2 separate regions of the Mus musculus genome follow, and region 2 is linked to region 1. A link is a contact called in public HiCAR-type data. All regions are on one chromosome and are shown on one strand. Each heading gives the region's core, a stretch centred on a gene start, on an enhancer-like site or on the middle of the called end of the contact. The rest is flanking DNA. Distances are from core to core; before and after follow the strand shown. Region 1 has its middle 180 kb from the start of Gm33340. Region 2 has its middle 69 kb from the start of Gm33384.

Region 1 (7,454 bases), core at 2,219-4,718:
TGCTGGGTCCTGCGGGGAGGAGAGTCCTTGGCTTGTTGGCTGGCAGGTGGCCTTGGAGGAGGCCATGGCTGGGAGCTCTAGGTAGCTTTCTGCTGGAGATTAGATGTGGCTTTTTAGACTAAGGCCTGTTCCATTGCTCCTCAAGGCATATCCTGATAAAAAAGACACAGTCCATGGTTTTAAGGCATCTATTGTCATGGCAGAGTTGTGACTAGTAAAACCATACCCCACTTTCTCAGCGTAGGCTTGAGGTTAAACACCTTTTGCAGAGAGCAATGTCTGTGAAGGACAGCTTAATTTGCTTGGATTCTTCAGGACTTCAGGTAGCTCATTAAATTGGAGATATGTCTTGAGGCTATGTCCTCTATCTGTGAAGAGGCTTAGGGAGTTGCCCTTACATGACTGATGGATACAAAATCATGGAGAACGGTGGCCTTGTGCCAGGAGCCAGGGACTCAGGAGTATGGCAAAATGCTTACAGTTCCTTGCAGGGTTATCCCCTGCAGGGTACCCGGGGTTTCAAGCCTGTGCTAAACCAGGGACCAGAATACCTATCAAGGTCCTATGGGAATCAATCATACATGATAATCATCATATTAGTTATTCTTTAATATCAGTATCTTTGGTTCCTTTAAATATGTCATGTATTCTCTGTAATTTTCCTTATGGGTGTTTTTACACATCCTTTTCATTATATACAGCTCATAGTCATCCCTGTGGTTCGATGGTACTTCCTTTTTTAAAAAATTTATTTATTTATTTATTTATATTTTTGCACAAGTCTGGGAAAGCTTCACTATACTCACCTTCTCCTTCCCTCTGTATGTTGAGAATTTTAAATCTAGAAAAATTATGTTTTTAATAGCAGAAGTAATAAACTAATTCCATTCAGATGTGTTATGCTCAAAGATGAGAAATTATTTAAAAATTAGTCTCAAGGCTCTGCCTAGAGAATATCTGAAGTGAGATCCATGAAAATGCCATCTCTGTTGACAATTTCATCGTAGAAATTAGTATTTCCACACATAAACATGTTAATTATAAATTATAATCCTTAAAGAAATAACCTGTTAATACATTTTAAACTTTTCAGAAGCCTCCTACCTTATCCTCTTGAGTGGTGATGGTTGAGTTTTATAAATTCTATTGATTTTTTCCAGAACATTACTTTACAGGTGAAAGAGAAAAGAAGTCCTACATGCCTGTTTCTAGCTCTACATATTTGCTCTGTTTTTTTCAGTAATCACACCATCACTATTATCTCCTACCTCTGGTTAGCAATAGGTTTCTTATTTTAATAGGCAAAAGTCACTTTGTTTTTCTTATTGACAACTTATGCATTTAATAAAGATTCATAATTCTACTGGATATTTTTATGTCAGAAAGGAAAAAAGCTCAATTGAGAAAATATCTTCCTAAGATAGAATTGTAGGGCATTTTCTTAAATAATGATTGGTAGGGCAGAGCCAAGTCCATTATTAGTCATGCCACCCCTGGATTTATGGATCAGGGTTGTATAAGAAAGTAGGCTAGGAGGTGGGAGTATGTGAGTTGGGACCAGGGGAAGAGAAGAGGGGGTTTCGGAGTGGAAATTAGGAAAGGGGATAACATTTGAAATGTAAATAAAGAAAATATCTAATTTAAAAAAATAAATAAAACAAATGTAGGCTGAGCAGGTTGTGAGGATCAGTACCTGTTCATGGGCTTCTTATTAGTTCTTGTCATCTGATCATGCACTCGCCTTCTCTTACCCCACCCAAGTCTTTGCTTTAGTTTGTTAAGCGTACAGAATTGATTCATTTGGAAAACTTATCCCATCCACTGTTCCTCTTTCCCTTCACATCTCCTCTCACTATTTTTAGAGTGTTAGTGACAAGTCAGCTCAATAAGTAAGCCATAAACCAACAACTCATTTATGATTTTAACCATAAAGTCCACCTTTTAAAATGTTGACATTTATTTCCCAAGGAAATACAATTATGAGCCACAGTTTTACAAAATGTAAAAGAACACAACCAATTGTGCATTTAATAAGTCAGAATATTCCTAAAGAATTACCCCTAGATATTAATAGGAGTAATTTATCTTTGTCATCCATATATATATATATAGCCTTAATTTGTAATTTTAAAACTTTAATTATACTTGGATTTCTTGTACTCAAAACTAAAAGTCATTCACATTTTCATTTATATAAGTAGGCACTCACTGTAACAAGCATATACAATCTCTACAAGCATTTAAGAAAATAAATAAAACTTTCTACTTCTGGGCAGGCTTAAATATAAGTGTTTAAGAGAAAATCTGCAACTTTTTTATAACATACCTGTTTATGTATAAAATAATTTAAGTTAAATATACTATTTTTCTCATATTAATATCTATATTTAAAATATTTGGAAATAATAAGATTAATAAAAAGTAAAATCCAGACATTCAACTTATGAAAGTGGTTAAGTAAATACTGCATATAAAGCACTTTATTGAAAGCCTGGCATAAGAATATAAGAAGGTTTCCAATGGGGATATTATTCTCACATAAAGTTTTCACATGAGAATCATTATGCATTTCACTTTAAATTCATAATGATATAAAGCCAGCTTTATATTAATCAAAGTTTTGCTTCTGTACAGATGTGCTGTTACTTAATCAAGTATTAATGAGAATACATATTAGTCCTTCTTAGAAGGGGGAACAAAATACTCATGGGAGGAAATACGGAGACAAAGTATAGAGCAGAGACTGAAGGAAAGGCTACCCAGAGACTGCACCACCTGAAGATCCATCCCATATACATTTACCAAACCCAGAATTCGGTCGAGTCAGTTTGACAAGCTGAGAGGCTTGAAAGCTACTCACGAGGAAAAGGAGTTTCACAGAAACTCGCTCCTGGAGTCTGGCGTTCTCTCTAACCCATACATTAATTTTCCATTCCTGCGTTAGTCTAGTGTATGGATCCACGTGCTCTCTTCCAGTATTATCCTATTATAAGTGCCTTTTAAGATTGAATTCTGACATAGCTAAAGCCAGTGTTCCAACAGTCCTAGAACGTCCTTGAGCTAGACAGTGACATTCAGAATAGCCTCTGGTATTAAACTATCACTTAGAATAAAAGTCAAGTCGCTCCCATATACAGGAATTTACAATGGTTTAGGAAGTAGATCAGGCTGTGGTTTTAGAGTATTGCATTATTCATGAGATGGTTAGCTAGAATGGAACTCCCTAGTTAGAACCATGACTTGGGTGTGAAAGCCCTTGCCCTAAGAGAGTAAAGACCTCACACCTGGCTTCTAAGACTATAGCTGAGTTACACCCATACAAAGTATTTACAATGGCCTAAGGGGAAGGTGGACTATACAATAGACTAAAATAAGAACTATGGCAAGGGCACGAAGCCCTTGACCCTGGCTTCTAAGATTAAGTGGATCTTAGGTGGAGCCCTTGTTGACCCCAGTTGTTAACAATGAATTCTATCCCAGGTGGTTCCTATTAGAACTTCTGTGTTTGCATTCCTCTGTTTTATGTAAGAATCCAGTAACCTCTTTGTACCTTGCTGGTGTGTCACCCAACTTCCTTATTGTCTTCTGCATAAAAAGTTTGATGCTCGATTTGAAAATACATTCAGATACCACACAACCTCTCTTGTGTGCATCTGTCTGCCCACCCGAGACTAGAGACCCGTTGTTCCATGCAGACAAAGAGACCCAGAGGGTATGCAGCAGTGGATAGCAAGAAGTGCTTGCTGGAAGGAGCCTGATGTAGCTGTCTCCTGAGAGACTCTGCCAGAGCCTGACAAAGAGGCAGAAACTCTCAGCCAACCATCAGATTGATTACAGGGTCCTAGTGGAGGAGTTAGAGAAAGAACTGATGGAGCTGAAGGGGTTTGCAGCCTCATAGGAAGAACAACAATATCAAACAACCAGACCTCCCAGAGCTCCCAACCAAAGAGGACACATGGAGGGATCGATGGCTCTAGCGGCATATGTAGCAGAGGATGTCCCTGTTGGGCATCAATGGGAGGAGACCCTTAGTGCTCAGAAGTTTTCTATACTCCAGTGTAGGGGAATACCAGGGCGGGAGGGGTAGATGGAACAGCCTCATAGAAGCAAGGGGAGGTGATATGGAATAGAGGGTTTCCAGGGGGGAAACCGAGAAAGCAGATAACAATTGAAATGTAAATAAAATAAATATCCAATTAAAAATAATGTATCTGAATCTGAATAATTCAGTGCTTTTAAATATTGTTTGAAAATCCAGGGAAGATTTGGCTTCAAGTACAATGTGGCCTAAGAGTTCAAGCAGTGTCAGAACTTTGAATCTCTTCACCACATGGTGGAAGTCACAGAGCTCCAGACAGCTGAAGCGTTTATTCTATGACAAGCAAAACCAATCCAACGACATTCTTTTCTCCCGTTCTAACAAAGAAAACTGACGGTTGGCTGCAGGTTTCCTGCTAGCAATTGATGGTGGGTAGATTTGACATTTTGATTGACATGTATACCTAGCTGCATGCAATCGAAGGGGAGGGGGAAAAACAGTTCACAAGAGGAATAATACTTACACCAAAGCAGATGCTACTGATAATAGATGGTCAACGGTATTCTAACTAATGTTTCCTTTTATAGTATGCCTTAGTCATCAATATCACTACATTAAAAAATTAAGAGATTTTTCTGAGCTTCACTTTTATCATCCAATTATAACTACTTTAAATGAGAATCCTTGTGGAAGTCAGCATCATTCTCTGCCCTGTGTCATACTACATCATTACTTACTTAACAAAGATGAATTTATTGAAGAAACATTAACTGATCTCTAAGAAAATACAGTAATTTTCAAATTCACCCCTTTTCTAAGGTAATCTGAAATCCTTAAAAAAATACATTTAAAGCATATTTAACTTTTTTATAGTGCAGTCATGAATAAAGTCTTTCTGTTGTTGGCAATTAGAATGTAAAACAGATGGTGCACACATAATTGGGCAAAAAATATAATCTCTTTTAAATTATCATGTTGTCATTTGATTTTTGACAAAATATTCCAGTGATCACGAATATGTTTACTTTTTCTTTTTTACTTTATTTTTTTAATGTATTATCTTATTACCTACAGGTTTTATACACACACACACACACACATACCTGATACTTTTGTGTTTTTATGGGATGCCTGAATATGTGAATATAAGTGGGGCTACCTATAAACATCAAGTTCTAAAACGGTCTTCATTTATATACTGATTGAAAGGATTCCAGGGTATATTTTACAAGTTTCTATTTTTTAAAATTACAATAAAATGATTTGTAATCAATTTTATACCCAAAAGAGTGGATTTCATCCCTTATTTGCTTGGTTTTATAGAAATCATGGAGCACTGCTTAGGAAAAGGTCCTGCCAGATTTCCGATTTGCCAAAGAAAATTGCTATTTTCGGTTTAGTTGAAGAAACATTGGATTAATAATTAACATAATATTTTAATCAAATTCTATATCATGAAAAACTGAAATGTCTTCACAAGAAAAGAATATAGATAATATCTTGATCATTATTAAGAACAAGAATGGGTGGGGTTGCCCCTGCTCTGTCAACTGTAAGACGATAAAGAAAATTATATAAGCTTATGCAGCAGAATAAAATACAAGATAACATAATAATCCTTGTGGTTGCAGAGGAAAAACACACTGTAAAAAGTAGGCTTTATAGTTAAAATCAATAATAAGCTGTTGGTGAGTGGCTCAGTCATTGAGTGTCTGCTTTGAATGCTTGAACCCCTGTGTTTGACTCTTAGCACTCTTAAAACAGAAAGTGAGAAGAGATGTGAAGGTAAAGAGGAAGATAGGATGGGTTAAGTTGTACAAACGAATTAATTCTCTTTTATTAATAAACTGAAGCAAAGACTTGGGTGGGTAAGAGAAGGTCCGTGCATGATGAGATTTTACCAGACTTCAGAAAACATAAATTACCTGCAAATTAAAATACAAATAACCAAATTTATTTGATTAAAAGGAATTTACATAAATAATACTCCAAACTGTTTATCCACTTATATAATGTACAATTTAATTAATTACCTAGAAACAGACAAGGAAGATCAAAAAGAGGTAAATTTGGAGAGGACAAAAGATTGTTAAAATTTTGTATCAAAGTAAGTCCTGATTCGACCATGGTGATAAATGAGGAGAAAGCTATAGGTCTTGAGCAAAACAGAAATATGTCCCATTATCTCTATATTGAACTGGGCAGCAATTCACATACAGAAAATTTCAGATAGATTTATGGACAGAGGTATAGCAGCAGAAACTCTTTGGAAGATACATGAAACTAAGGGGTACGCCAGCATAAACCACAGTTACCTTTAAGAGGTGGGTTTCCTATCCACTAACAATGTTAAAATACGTTCAAATAATTCCCACCAATGTAAAAGTCACATGCCAACATAATGTATAAAGTCAAAATGAATAGCCCTCAATATGGCATAGTTTACCTACGTAGGTCTTAAATTCTAAACTAAGGAAAATAATGAAAGCTGATGTGGGGAAAATGAACCAATATAAACAATTCTATTAACACAGATTTTAAATTATGAATGAAATATAAAAACAAAAGTCCTCATTTTGACCTTTATATCTTATTTATTAACTTAAATGGAATGAATAATAACAGGAAACAGACATTTATATTATTAAAATTTCTTTTAAAAAGTACATACATTCAGTTTATAAAATCAGAATTTTGTTTATAAAGACCTTAAATTTAAATCAAGCGAGGAGAGAACCAAATAATAATATGGTAACCATTTTCAGTGGTTAAATTTCTTTGTTAACTCACTTGTTTGTACTTTCTGAGAGAATTAAGAATATAATCTGAATTCATGGCGTTGCCAGGGTTACAAACCTAACCCTATGTGAACAAAATGTATATATATATATATACATATATATACATATATATGAATATATAAGTAAATGTATATATAAATATTTATATTGTATATAGAAATTTTAGCCAATTTCAGAATATTTATAAAGTATATATTTATATTTGATAGTCTTTAGAAGTGAAAACTTTTCAAGTAGCTATAATATTACTTAGAATCACACAAAGCATTACTATTATTGCTATTGTTTCCAGGGAAAAATTCTGGAATCTATACATTGACAACAATAATATTATGCCCATAACTATTAATGAAAGCATTAAAAGATATTTGCACAACATTTCATTTAGATAAAATGAATTGTTGGCAGCATAATTTTGTCTCTCCTCTTGAAAAACTATTCAAATTTAATCAATAAACAATGAAAATGGTGTTACCTAAAGGAAGATACTTAAACTATCTTACACGCGTTCTCGACCGGCCAGGAAAGACGCAGCAAACCAGAATCTTCTGCGGCAAAACTTTATTGCTTACATCTTCAGGAGCAAGAGTGCAAGCGAGCAAGAGCTCTATTGC
Region 2 (7,454 bases), core at 2,200-4,699, 710 kb after region 1:
AATACAAAGGAGCATTTCAATGATTCCAATACAGTCTTTGCTTCTCTCTGAAACTTCAGATTGAGCCTTCATTGTCTTCATTACCCTTAGCATTCTAATCTTCCAAGATCTCACAACATAGTATATAAGTCCCTAAGCACCAGCTCAAAGTTACAAAATCCTCCACAAAACAAATAATCCAATGGCATTAAATAGCCACATGATGAGATTTATCACAGCAAAACCACCTCTAGTACCAAAATCTGGTCCAGTTTGCATTTCTATTGCTGTGATAAAATACTCTTGTGAGGAAAGAAAAAAAAAAAAAACTATGGGCAAGGGGGTGGTGGGGATATTATTTGGCTTATACTTGCAGCTCATAATCCATCATTATGAAAAATCAGAGCAAGAACTCAAACAGAAGCCATGGAAGTATGCTGTTTTCTAGCCTACTTACTGATTTGCTCACATAACTCTCTAATACAGTGTATATTGTTTGATGCCGTTATGATTTTATGAAAAGGATGCAGATAATTTTCCTGTGATCTGAAGATTCTGTATTCTCCAAATATACTCATTAAAAAGAACTATCTAGTACTATAAATTGTCAACTAATTAGTCCAAACTCAGTTAATGAGGACTATTGCTACAAGTTGAATAGGTTTTATTTAAGCTATTGTTTGTATTATGATAGCCTCTGTCTAAGTGTTTATCTTCAGGGAAACAAATTAAAATTCAGCATGATTAATGAAATGTTTGTGTTTTAGTTACTTTATTTGTTGCTATGATCAATTTATGACAACATGGGACCTAAAATGAATGAAGTATTTGTGATACCTTAGACTGAGAGAATATAGTTCACCATACTGGAGAAGGACCAGCAGAATGCATATAAAGTGGCTGGTCATATTGCATCCACAGCCCCAAAGCAGAGAGTAGACAAGAAGTAAAGCCAGAAGATAATATATCAAGGCTGGCCTACTTCTTCTAAGTATGCCTCACCCCTAAGGTTCCGTAACCTTCCCAAACATTGCCACCAGCTAGAGACCAAATGTTCAAACACTGCGGCCTATAGGGAACATCTTACATCTAAATCAAAGCAATTTATTAATGATACTACTAGACTACTACAAGAGAGACACATCCTTGTTGATTTAAATACAAGTTTGAAGTTGCTCAAAGGGATTTTGAGAGATTAGGAAAAGAAATCAAGCCAGCAATCTTAGCCAGCAATTGAGAATGAGTACAGGGTTTTAACATCTACTCTGGAAAGACTGGGCAACAGCTGCATAGATAATTGGAAAATGGAAGAAAGTTTGTCCAGAGGCATTACATCATCCTGGGAGATTCAATGAAAATGGGAAAATAATTGTTCATGTATGGTTCAGAGAACATACATTCATGTAGATGATGGTCCACACTGTGCTTCTATTGTATTGATCCATACAGAATTCCTCCTTCCAGAAATGCTGACCTATACCTAATCAGTGTGTGTGTGTGTGTGTGTGTGTGTGTGTGCTCCTGTGTACTAATATACATACAAAATACCTAGGAACATATGCATAGAATGCTTAATAGTAGTTAATAACAACGTCTTCTAGAGATCTGGGGGAGTAGAATTTTGGAAGCAGATGGTCTGTGGGAAAAGTATGGAACTTTATAATTTTTTTACAAGAAGAATGTATCACTTATATAATTGAGATTTAAAATCAATTTTCAATAAATGCATCCAAGTAGAAGCATGGGTTATAACTTCTCTTCTTGGCTTGTGGCAGATAGCACTGCAGAGTGTTTTGTCATGGCAAGCTTTTCTCTGTTCTCTTTCTGAAAATGACACTATGGAGTTGTGGGTTGTAAGTGTTCGTTTTCAACATGGAATGGTTATAAAATGTCAAAACCTTTCACTTCTCCTTTACGTTATTTAGCTCTAAAAATTTCCAGGTCCTAAAATAAGATAAACTTCTCTCCTGGGTTTATGTACCGTTGACATATTAAATGTACCACAGTCATTTGAGACTGTGTATCTAAAGGTGGATATCAAAACTGTGCTTGTGGTAATCATTTTTCTTCTCATACTATCGCAGAGCAATCCCAGGAAGTGTTCTTTCATGATTAAAGCAAATCACTGCCTGGGGAAAAAAAAATGCACCATTTTCAGTTAACTCCACTACCAGCAAGTGCCAAATGCATTTGAAGACAGAATGTTTCACACTAGGGAAAGGAAAGTGCAGTGCTAAAAAGCAGCCTTGAGATTACAGAGACAATCTACACACAGAGAGAGGGAGAAAAAGGGTGCGCAGAATATACATGTTTATTCAGGGCAAAACTACCACCAGTGTTCAGAGCTTAGCTTTATATGCGACACAATATGCCCCAGAGGATAGCTAAGACTCAAAGACAGAAGGAAAATATGCGTGGCTCCCAACTGTTGACACAAGCAGTTGGGCAACTGTATTAATCATTATCTAAAAGCCTTGCAGCATATTCTATTTCAATGGTTTTCCACTGTGGCAAGTATTATAATTCCTACCAGAAAACATAATTTGCACTTGAACTTCTGTGTGCTGGAGGCTTTATCAACACCTAGTTCAGTATTACTATCTCAGCAGTAAGAATCCCTGGCTAAGGAGACCGGAGAGCACACAGGTGCAAACTCCGGGTCCAGCTTCCGTTTAAGGAGAAATGGTAATGGCAGAAAGACTCTTCCTCTCTTCCCTGCCTAAATTTATTTCACTTCAATTATTGCTAAGCAAGCACATTCTTGATTATTGGAAGATCAGGGGAGAGAAGGAGAAACATCGTATCTGTTTTATAATTGTTTTATGGTTGTTACTAATTGTGACTCTAAAAAGTGACCTCTCCTTTGTATTCCCTGTTATTATAAGAGCATGCACTAATGCTGAAAGCAGAGTTAGGAAAGAAAATATTGAACTTACTATCATCTCGTTCTAGAACTTAAAAAGTCAATTAAGCTTATTAATAACTGTAGAAAGAATCTTGGCTCCCACCCACGTGTCCAATTCACATGTCATATAGTCAATGCACAAAAATGCTAAGAAAAGTGTTGTTTCTAGGTAGTATTAGGTATCTGGAAGTTTGAAAGTCACTGAGAACTGACCCCTCTCTCATATGCAGATTGTGAAGCAGCAGCTAAAACTACCAGCCTCTGAACACTAGTCAGAACAATGGGATCCCAAATGTACCTAGGGCTGTGGATGAAGATGTGACATCCTGAACTGCCTAAAAGATCTTAAGGTTGCTATTTAGCTTGAGTCTTTCTGGTAAAGAGCAGAGCTGTACAATTAAACCCCTGGAAGAGTTAATCCAAATGGTTTTCTGAGTCATATGGTCAGGAAAATACCCTGAGGGGAAGCTGTCTGTTCCAGAGACTTTATAAACAGTACAAAGCCTATGTAAATCAAAAGGTTGGTACAACCACTCTGGACTTTGTCTGCTCTAAACCTTAAGAGTCCCCGATTTTACATCATAATAAACTGCATAGGTCTGAGCCATCACAAGATTGGCAGAGTTAACAGTCCTTGTGAGGCAAGAAGGAAATCAGATTCAACATGACCCCGGAGCCAGTGTTGCTTCAAACTTCTAGAGTCTGGCCTCAGGCAGTCTATTTTAGGCGTATTTAAATAGAGTACAAATTGAAATACGTTTCCTGGTGCAACATAATTCCATGTGCACAAAGAGGCATCATTCCACTGGAACTGTTCACAAAGTCCATGTCACTTCTTTGAGAGTGGGTTCTATAGAGAGGCTACCTGAGTTATCTTAAGAGCCTAGGGGAGGATCTGGTATAGTCTCAGTCATACAGTTAGCACAGAGGTCTCCTAGGCTATTAACCATCTCTAGTTCTGTATGTGTGAGCCTGGAGAAAGCCCTAGCCATCCAGTTAGCACAGAGGTTACCTCGGCTATTAATCACCTCCATTCCCAGGCTTCTGGGCAGAAAACTGGATACACAATCTCTTTCTTTGAAGAGACAACCCCATGTATTTAACATTGCTGGTACCTCCACCACGTCCACTGTGCCTATCTGTGAATGCAAGGACCTTTGTGCTCCCACCTACCTTCTACACTGTTTCCTCTGAGTTATTTCCAGTTGGGAGCAAGATCCTCACAGCAGGTGGGAATTTCTTTTTTTCTTTCTTTCTTCTTTTTTTTTTTTTTTTTTTTGGTTTTTTGGTTTTTTGGGTTTTTTTTCTTCTCTTTTATTAGATATTTTCTTCATTTACATTTCAAATGCTATCCCCAAAGCCCCCTATGCCCTCCCCCTTCTCTGCTCCCCAACCCACTCACTCCAGCTTCCTGGTCCTGGCATTCCCCTGTACCAAGGCATATGATCTTCGCAAGACCAAGGGCCTCTCTTCCCATTGATGGCTGACTAGGCCATCCTCTGCTACATATGCAGCTAGAGACACAGCTCTGGAAGGTACTGGTTAGTTCATACTGTTGTTCCTCCTATAGAGTTGCAGACCCCTTTAGCTCTTTGGGTATTTTCCCTAGCTCCTTCATTAGGGGCCCTGTGTTCCATCCAATAGATGACTGTGAGCATCCACTTCTGTATTTGCCAGGCACTGGCATAGCCTCACAAGACAGAGCTAGTGTCTGGGTTTGATGGTTGTATATGGAATGGATCCCCAGGTAGAGCAGTCTCGTGATGGTCTTTCCTTCTGTCTCAGCTCTGAACTTTGTCTCTGTAACTCCTTTCATGAGTATTTTGTTCCCCATTCTAAGAAGGAGGGAAGTATCCATACTTTGGTCTTCCTTCTTCTTGAGTTTCATGAAATTCTTAGGCAAATGGATGGATCTGGAGGATATTATCCTGAATGAGCTAACCCAATCACAACAGAACACACATGATATGCACTCACTGATAAGTGGATATTAGCCTAGAAACTTAAAATATCCAAGGTGAGAATTTCTTAACTCATCCTTTCACCAGCTCTACAAAATTCAACACAGTGGATTTTAGGCTGATCTGCATAACTAAATACATTTACAGATGATTATTTCTAAGTATGAGGGATTGAAACCAGAGCTTTGCCCAACAGTCCATTTTTATACTAAAATTTCTCAGGATTGCCAAAGGGTTATACAGGAATCTTTACAAAGAAATAACAGACTGAAATTGAAATAAATGATTTAAGTTCAAAGAAGAAAAGGCAGAGATAACATTTCTATAATGAGTTCTTTGCTATGAAAGAAAAAAATAATAAAACCATTTATGGCTCCACATTGGTCCTTCAAAGTTGGAATTCTCCAAAGGTTTCCAACCACTTTTTCTATGGATCAACTTGCTCCTCATGGGCTGTTGTTTCTTGTGATATTAGTCAGAGATAACTCATGCATGTGATGATGTATGTGCTTGTGGGGGCAACATATGAATAAATAAATATTTTGGGAGTGTTGCTCATTTCATGTACAGATAGAGCTCTACATTTTACATTTTTCTTTAAAAAGGCATTTTGCCTAAAAATGTTACAACACAGTAAGGAAAAGAATGCATCGATGTTACTTTCTGGTTGATTTTGCTCTGAAATGCTGACCAGACTGATTTTTTAAGGAGACACTAATTTAAGCAGATACACATTAAAAGAATGTTTTAAACTGCCTTGCTTAGCTTTGACCCACCCACCACCTCCACAGCCATCTTCCTAAAGCGATTAACTTAAGAAATGGGTGATGGCGTAATACATTCTAAAAGAAAATGCTCATTCTCTTAAATAAGTAATTTCCATCTTATTTAACTAGTTTAAATGCAAATGATACATTTTATGTTTTCTTTCTAAGTCGTCTCTTAAAAATATGCATATTATTTTGCAGTGAAAATGTAAAAGCTATTTGAAAATATTAGCATATTCTAACATGACAAACTACCAAGACAGCCTCTACTGCTTTCTCAAAGGCACAACTGGGAAGGACAAGAGAAATTGGCCAGTCTAGCCTCATTCCTGGATGAAGGACATCAGCCCACTGCCCAATGGCAGAGCACTAACGCCAAGCCTGACATGTAGGGCTTTCTGCCACCTAGGGGGGATTTCAGCCAAAGCACCCTGCTAACCTTAGGAAGGAGCCGTTGCAACTGATGCTAATTCAGTTCCTTTTCCTAAAGCAACAACTACCTAGAACAAAAAAGAAGAGAAAGAACATGAAAGAGAGAGGAAAAAAACTCTGGGAAATAAGTCAACATTTAAATGGAGGTTTAAAGTGATTGTAAAAATAACTGATGGTCAGCCAAACATTGCACATGCTTTGTTTAGAATCTCATCTATACTCTGGGAAATCTTAACAGATACACAATCATGCCAGGCTTTGGTGGTGCATGCCTTTAATCCCACACCCAGGAGGCAGAGGCAGGCAGACCTCTGAGTTTGAGGCCAGCTTGGTCTACCCAGCAAGTTCTAGGACACTGGATGCTACAAGAAACCTTGTCTCCAAACAAACAAACAAAAACAAATAAACAAATAAACAACAAAAACAAAACCCAAATAAACAAAGAAGATATACATTTATGATAGTTTTATATATGCATGCTACCTGTTTAATATACTGAAAAAAAACTGCATAGATTCTCCTTAACTACGGTGACTTGGTGATTTTTTTTTGTCCTATACCCTTTTTTATTAAGGATTTTTGTCTTCATCTTTGAAACTGGTGAACAATACAAGTAACTTAAAGCATTGTGTCTTTCTGGGTGACATGGCAAAATTAATTGTGGAAGTTTGTAAAGACAGCAAGCACCTCACCAGCTCAAGGAGATATTTCCAAGGAACTCGGGACTCCCTTTTTGGGTTCCTGCTCTCAATGAAGAAAACAGAAAGTAGAAACTGGCCCAGGCAGTTGTGGCAAAAACTAAAGCCCTTAAACACGTCCCTTACCTCTGGCCAAGGACAAGAATTAGAGCTGCTCACTGTGTAGTTCCTGGCAGAACACTGACTGATCAGTTTCTATCTCCTCCTCTCATCCATAACTCTTCAAAAGACTAGAAATTATGATCCGCTGAATCAGAGTAGCAACAACTTAAATATGTTTATTTCCTGTTTAATGATGTGTATATGTGTGTATGTGTATATGTGTATATATACACACACATATATGCCCATGAGGACATGTAAGTTTGGTGGTGTTTAATTAAAAGTCATTTGAAGCTCTGAGGGAGGAGTTTAAAGGGAAGGCTCTAGGGATGCATTTGGAAGCTGAGAGAAGCAATTCTGTGATTAGTTAGAGTTTGAGCACTTGCCTTCTTTGGATTATCCCAGTGGATAATCCCTGATTATTCAACTAATGCTCAGTCAGCCCTTCGTGGTGGCTGAGCTTAAGTCTCATTCTGTGCGCATGAGAACCGAGGGTTTGGAACCACCTGAGCCTCTGGCTGCCCAGAAAGTTATTTTATCCCTCCTTTGTGAAATCCTTCCCATGCCCTCATTTTAAGACACGTACTTTGGAATAGGGCAAACCGATGCC

The links. HiCAR-type assays count read pairs that join an accessible place to other places.
Region 2: a contact with region 1 is called in a HiCAR-type map of embryonic stem cells, with 10 times the contacts expected there. The contact joins two enhancer-like sites. A contact is called at or near these places in 1 of 484 Hi-C or Micro-C datasets (embryonic stem cells) and 1 of 115 datasets of contacts at active chromatin or transcription factors (embryonic stem cells).

The regions. Positions count from the first base shown.
Region 1 is chr12:43,208,858-43,216,311 of GRCm38.p6, forward strand. No RefSeq gene overlaps it. Among named protein-coding and RNA genes, the nearest start is that of Gm33340, 180 kb to the left of the region's middle. Within about 2 kb of position 3,469, at least 9 of the 459 cell types and tissues checked have an H3K27ac peak or open chromatin away from gene starts, as enhancers often do. A contact at or near this core is called in embryonic stem cells, where this site is marked.
Region 2 is chr12:43,917,147-43,924,600 of GRCm38.p6, forward strand. No RefSeq gene overlaps it. Among named protein-coding and RNA genes, the nearest start is that of Gm33384, 69 kb to the left of the region's middle. Within about 2 kb of position 3,450, at least 5 of the 459 cell types and tissues checked have an H3K27ac peak or open chromatin away from gene starts, as enhancers often do. A contact at or near this core is called in embryonic stem cells, where this site is marked.